Regions from separate parts of the Siniperca chuatsi genome. Here region 2 is linked to region 1. The links are chromatin contacts, called in public Hi-C maps. All regions are on one chromosome and are shown on one strand. Each heading gives the region's core, a stretch centred on a gene start, on an enhancer-like site or on the middle of the called end of the contact. The rest is flanking DNA. Distances are from core to core; before and after follow the strand shown.

The links. Hi-C and Micro-C count contacts between places; a contact is called where the count stands out from the background.
Region 2: a contact with region 1 is called in a Hi-C map of skeletal muscle, with 5 times the contacts expected there. The contact joins the promoter of LOC122864527 here to the enhancer-like site in region 1. A contact is called at or near these places in 2 of 3 Hi-C or Micro-C datasets (skeletal muscle and an unstated tissue).

What each region holds. Positions count from the first base shown.
Region 1 is chrLG17:980,040-983,445 of ASM2008510v1, forward strand. mindy1 (ubiquitin carboxyl-terminal hydrolase MINDY-1) reads left to right here. Exons shown (of 13, transcript XM_044172324.1): 7 at 23-181; 8 at 1,299-1,401; 9 at 1,665-1,807; 10 at 2,660-2,806; 11 at 2,809-2,865; 12 at 2,949-3,113. Among protein-coding and RNA genes, the nearest start is that of mindy1, 9.6 kb to the left of the region's middle. Within about 2 kb of position 1,557, the one cell type or tissue checked has an H3K27ac peak away from gene starts, as active enhancers do.
Region 2 is chrLG17:1,031,761-1,035,166 of ASM2008510v1, forward strand. It overlaps LOC122864527 (phosphatidylinositol 4-kinase beta-like), which reads right to left and starts at 1,910. Exons shown (of 15, transcript XM_044172061.1): 1 at 1,633-1,910. It overlaps rfx5 (DNA-binding protein RFX5), which reads right to left. Exons shown (of 11, transcript XM_044172070.1): 11 at 2,908-3,406.

The DNA.
Region 1 (3,406 bases), core at 307-2,806:
TGTGTGTGTGTGTGTGTGTCAGAACATGAGCGATGCCATGGCGGTGCTCCCTAAGTTGTCCACAGGTCTGGATGTTAACGTTCGCTTCACCGGAGTGACGGACTTTGAGTACACACCAGAGTGTATCGTGTTCGACCTGCTGGACATCCCGCTGTACCACGGCTGGCTGGTCGACCCGCAGGTACGCCCCCCCCCTACCTGTGTGTGTGTGTGTGTGTGTGTGTGTGTGTGTGTGTGAGTAAATAGAAAATGACACAAAGGCAGGTCTTTGCAGGTCTTTGGACCTCAGAGACCCGCTGGTACCGGGCTGCAGTAGATCTGTAATGTAGGCAGGTGCCTGACCCTGCAGAGCTCTATACGTGATCCCAAGAACCTGGAACCAGATTCTGGATTCTGATGAGGAGCCAGTGAAGAGACACGGTGTCACCTGAGACCTTCTTGGAGGACCCGGTCTAAAGCTCTGCAGCAGCATTTTGGACCTCGAGTTACAGCAGCCGAGACGGGACGAGACAATTATTACTTCAGACTCAAACGGCTGACGTGTTGGTCCAGAGTCAGAACCTGGTCCACAGGGCCAGGACCTGGACTTCTTATGGAGGATTTAACAGAAGAGGAAAGAGAACTGAGACCCTCCACCTCAGAGAAACGACCGGGCGGAGCAGAAAGAAGAACCACCGCCGCTCCTGTTAATCAATATTTATCAACGAATCTCGCCTTCAGACTCGAACCATCAACGCGTCTCTCAGCGCCGTCTGACTTCCTGTCTGCGGCTCTCAGCTCCGAGCCCGTCGGTTCCTGCCGAAGAGGCGCGTCCTTTTTAGATGCGTCGAACTCGTGCTGGGGATCGGGCGCCAGTTATAGGCTTCCAAAGCGGCGCTCGGGTCGCGTCCGTTAACCCGCGAGGAGGATCCTGAGAGTTTAGGCTCTTCAGCAGCTCAACGCGGACGAATGTTTACCGTCTACCCGCAAGAAAAACAGCCGCAGCTCGAGTTCCCGTAACGCGCGGAGATCTGACCGACCAATCAACAACAGACGCTCATCAGCTGTTAATGATTCATCAGCAGAGATTATGAGCCGGTTTCACTTTGTGATGTTTGACCTTCGATCTAACTTTCGTGTGTGCTGTGTGTGTGTGCTGTGTGTGTGTGCTGTGTCTGTGCTGTGTGCTGTGTGTGTGTGTGTGTGTGTGTGTGTGTCTGTGCTGTGTGTGTGTGTGTGTGTGTGTCTGTGTGTGTGTGTGTGTGTGTGTGTGTCTGTGCTGTGTGTGTGTGTGTGTGTGTGTGTGTGTGTGTGTTCAGAGTCCAGAGATGGTGGCCTCTGTGGGGAAACTGAGTTACAACCAGCTGGTGGAGAAAATCATCGACTACAAACACTCTGCTGACAGCAGCCGAGTCAGTGAAGGTAACACACACACACACACACACACACACACACGTATATATACAAATAAACACACACAGACACACACACACACACACACGTGTATATACAAATAAACACACACACTCTGCGGACAGCAGTCAGGACAATGACTGTACACAGAGGTTTGATGAATCATGCTGTGTATGAACAAACATCTCTGTGTGTGTGTGTGCGTGTGTGTGTGTGTGTGTGTGCGTGTGTGTGCGTGCGCGTGTGTGTGTGTGTGTGTGCGTGCCCTCCAGGTCTGGTGGCGGAGCAGTTCCTGGAGTCGACGGCGACGCAGCTGTCGTATCACGGCCTGTGTGAACTCAACACGACGGCCAAAGAGGGAGAGATCTCCGTGTTCTTCAGAAACAACCACTTCAGTACCATGATCAAACACAAGGTGGAGCCACACACACACACTCTCACACACACACACACACACACACAGACACTCACACACACACACACACTCTCACACACACACACACACTCACACTTTTACTGCAGCTGCTCTTCAGAGACGCAAAGTAATTGGAGAAGTCTTGTTTTTAAGATTTCATGAGGGTGAAACAAACATGTTTATATATATATATATATATATATATATATATATATATATATATATATATATATATATATATATAGCAGAGTTTGTGGTCATTCTTGGATGTAAACGTGAGAGTTTGCAGCAGTCTGACGACGCAGACGGACGTTTGATTCTTCCACCGTTACAGCTTGTTTCCGCTGGAGTCCAGTTGGACTCCAGGTGCGTCGCTGGTCTCATCTCATGTGTTTGATCAATTATTGAAGGCATAAGTATTTGTGATTTAACTCCATGCTGTGCGATGTCTGCCTGTCCCCTCAGGATGAACTGTAAGAACTCTGCTGATCCTCTGACTTTCCATCTAGCGCCACCATCAGGTCGACATGTTAACGCGTCCGACACTTTGGTTTCTGACCGAACACCTGCAGAGCTGCTGACGCTCCCATCAGCCTCAGCTGCTCTCTGTGTTTACTGCTAACTAGCTAATGTTAGCATGCTAACGTGCTAAACTAAGATGGTGAACATGATAGCTGCTATGTTAGCCTCACAGAGCTGCTAGCATGACTGCAGACCAGGTTTTCTGTATTGTATCAGGTTCCTTTACTGTCCGATGGATCCAGATCTCGCCTGCCGACGTGATACCTGTCACTATAGTTACCAGATGATCTCGCATAAATATATAGATCACCTGTCTCTCCGCCCTCGCAGGGTCACCTGTACCTGTTGGTGACGGATCAGGGCTTCCTGCAGGAGGAGGGTTTGGTCTGGGAGTCTCTTCATAACGTCGAGGGAGACGGAAACTTCTGCGACTCCGACTTCAGACTGTGTCATCCTCCGCAGAGAGCCGCGCCCGCCGCCGCCGCGCTGCCGCCCTGCCGCCCACCGCCCAGGAGCAGCAGAGACAGATCGACCAGGTGAGTCCGGCCGGGTGTTCCCGACGGAGCCGAGAGGATCGGTCCGCTCGCGAGTCACCGGCTGATCCTGTTGTTGCTTTTAGGACTACCTGGTGGCGGTGTCCCTGCAGCAGCAGCAGGGCGGGGCCCCGGGGCCCCTCAGCGACCTGGAGTTGGCCCGACAGCTCCAACAGGAGGAATACCAGCAACAGCAGCAACTCCAGCAGCAGCAGCAGCAGCAGCAGGGATCAGCGCAGGCAGCACAGCAGGTAACAAACACCACACAGGAGACAAGTCAGTAACACACTGACACACACTGACACACCCTCTGCTGCAGTGAAAGTGTGAGAGTGTGATCAGGAAAAAGCCCTTAAAGCATTAAAGCAGTGCAGCGTCCCTGTGGCTGCTGTGCTGTTATATATTCTATCATCAGGTTATTATTCCTCGTGCATTAATGTAAAGCAGGATGTTGCTGCTGCAGCTGGTGGAGCTGGAGCTCATGTTGAACCGGTTTGTATCGGACTGCAGCTGATGATGCTTTTCATTCTGGATCCATCTGCGA
Region 2 (3,406 bases), core at 660-3,159, 52 kb after region 1:
AACGGTTGTAAGAAGTGGTTAATGATTCTTTAATGTGCACTAAATCTAACCTACACACACATTGACTTTGGTTTATCTTGTTATTGAACCTTTTTGGGAAAGTGTTTCAGCGTTTGTTTTTACTATAAATACTCAAACTTGCCTTTTCCTCCTTAATATTTATAAAAAAGGGACATTAGACCTAAAAACATTTGGAAGACTTCTGTTGTTTTCCAATAAATGTAGATGTTGTGTAACATGTGGAATAAATTCATTATTTAGGATTCTTCCGTCTGGGAATCGGGCCTATTTATCAAATTATAATTAATTATTAGAATTAATTATATGCGAGAAGAAGGTCAAATTGATGAAAGGCAAAATTATACTGTAGCGTCTTCATTTTTCCTGCGAATTTGGGGATTTCAGCGATTTGGGGAAGTTTACGTTCCACATTTACAAACTGGTGGGTATTTCACGGGCTGCAGTAGTTTCAAGCTCTGTATATATTTATAGGAGTATTTTACAAGTATTATTATTATTATCATTATTATTATTATAGGAGTATTTTACAAGTATTATTATTATTATCATTATTATTATTATAGGAGTATTTTACAAGTATTATTATTATTATCATTATTATTATTATAGGAGTATTTTACAAGTATTATTATTATTATAGGAGTATTTTATAAGTATTATAGGAGTATTTTATAGGTATTATAGGAGTATTTTACAAGTATTATAGTACTATACAAGTATTATAGTACTATACAAGTATTATTATTATTATCATCATTATTATTATTATAGGAGTATTTTACAAGTATTATAGGAGTATTTTATAAGTATTATAGGAGTATTTTACAAGTATTATAGTACTATACAAGTATTATTATTATTATCATCATTATTATTATTATAGGAGTATTTTACAAGTATTATAGGAGTATTTTATAAGTATTATAGGAGTATTTTACAAGTATTATAGTACTATACAAGTATTATTATTATTATCATCATTATTATTATTATAGGAGTATTTTACAAGTATTATAGGAGTATTTTATAAGTATTATAGGAGTATTTTACAAGTATTATAGTACTATACAAGTATTATAGGAGTACTATACAAGTATTTTAGGAGTATTATAGGAGTGTTATTGCAGTGGCAGTGAAGGAGATTAAAACTGAAAGTCCCCACTGAGACCATGAACCAGCCTGTCTATGATCTGTAGTATTATGTGAGTATTATGGAAACATCATGGTGATAAAATACCGCAAATACACGATGAGTGCAGCTGTGAACTGAACACACAGGCCTTAATATTCCGGGATTATTACAGAAAAACTACAACCGATTAGAGGCTAAAAGGAGCTAAACCCACAGTATCAGTGAGTGTTATGGAAAAATGTAAGAGTATAATCTCAGGGAGGAGGAGGAGGAGGAGGAGGAGGAGGAGCAGAGCCGCTCCCTCCTGATGAAAACAAACCGGAGGAAGGAGGAGGAGAGCCGGGCTGCAGCAGGCCCGCAGCCCGGGGCTTTAACACGGGCGGCTAGCAGCTAGCTTAACCGAGTACAACCAACAAAAACACCGAGAAAAAGAGTCGGAACACGGAGGGAGGAACCAGCCGGAGCCGGAGGAGACCTACCCGGCTACTGAAGCGTCTTCACTCCGCTTTAAATGTCCCGACACTCGGGGCGGAATCCGGTTTTCGTCCCGGGAGTTTCCGGGTTGAATCGAGGTCTTTAATCCAGGATTTAGTCCGGGTCTTGGTCCGGGTTTTTTCAGGCTCTGAAGCGGTCCATCAGGTCCGGGGCTTGTGGCCTGGCTCCGCTCGGATCAGCTCGACTCTGCCTTCTTTAAGGCGGCGGTGACGCAACATCCGTCAAGGCAGCCGCAGTCCGCAGCGACCGGAACTTCCGGTGCACGTTCACACAATAAAAGCACAAACATTTTTATTTATTTATTTATGTTTAAATATACTTTTAAGGTAAAGGAGAAATGAGTGAGCAAAGTCAACAATGTTTCCACTTTTGTGAATCTTGGATATAAATCTGTGTTTACCACTTTAAAACTTATAACACACGAAACCCCTTTATTAGTTTATTTTAAACGTTTACATCTGAAACTATTAGTCAATTAATCAGTTAGACGACCAACAGAAAATTAATTTTCACTCATTTTACATTACTATTTTTTTTTCCACTGACAAACAATTATCTACGTTTGTTGTTGCTGCTGTTTTAAAGTGTAACTTCCATTTAATTTTAACTTCACTATTTCGACATTTTCCACAAAGCTTTTAGTTTGAAGGCGGCGCTGTTTCGGTTCCGGTTCCACTCCGGTTACCTTGATGGAGCCGCTGGTTTTGGTTCTGGTTCCGTTTGGACCAGAATATTGAGCCCCCTGTTTTTATCTGAAGGACTTCCTGAAGAAAAACTTAACTTTAAAATCACTTTATTTCCCTTTTTAGTGTCTAAAATGTTCCTTTAAAACCCATTATTCCTTTCACCGTGTGGAGTTTGTACATGTTTTCTTTTTAACTTCTACTTTTTGTGAAACCCCTTCAGTTTTCTTTGAACCTCAACCTCTAAAATATAATAAAATAACATTAGCAATTCACTTATTCATAACATTACATTACAACTGATATATAAGATATTATTCTTTATTACAGTGACAATATTACATCTATATATTTCTTGCATATCTTTTATTTATCAGCGCGTCGACCTGTACTTTTACATTTCTACTAAATACAGTGGAGCGAGCTGTCTCTACTGCAGGAAGCCTGAACGAGACGCTGTTAGAGCGCCACCCGGTGACTGACGGAGGAAACGACGGAGGAGGAGATTCGAGAAAAGAAGCAAAGCGAGAGAACAGAAACAAAAAGGACAGGAAAGAAACTGACGCGACTGTTTTCTGCCAGTGATCGACACTTCCTTTATTCCAGTCAGTCAGCGTAGGAAAATAGATTCACATTAATGTTCTGGCTTCTGCCCTCCGTCACTTTCCACAACAAACAAACAAACAAACAAACAAACAAACAAACCAGGCTCCAGGTAAAGTAAAGGTGCATGTCACTGATTATTGTGGTTTCCAAACCTTTTTTGGACCGACGTCGACCCCCCCCCCCTCAACTTCGATATTTAATCTAAAAGAGTAAAGTGCAAAAACAAACACGAAAGCCAGCGGGTTAACAGGGGGACAGAAAAACAAACGTTCAAAGTTATTAATAATAATAATATACAAAAACAGACAATCACAGGAAAACCATGCAGGAAGCCGGCAGCGTCTTCCACAAAGAAAAGATACTTTAAAAAGATCTTCGAAGCAACAAGAAGAAGAATGAAATCTGCACATCAACAAGCTGTACAACTGTATGAGAGAGCAAAGACAGACGTCAACAACAAGAACAAAAA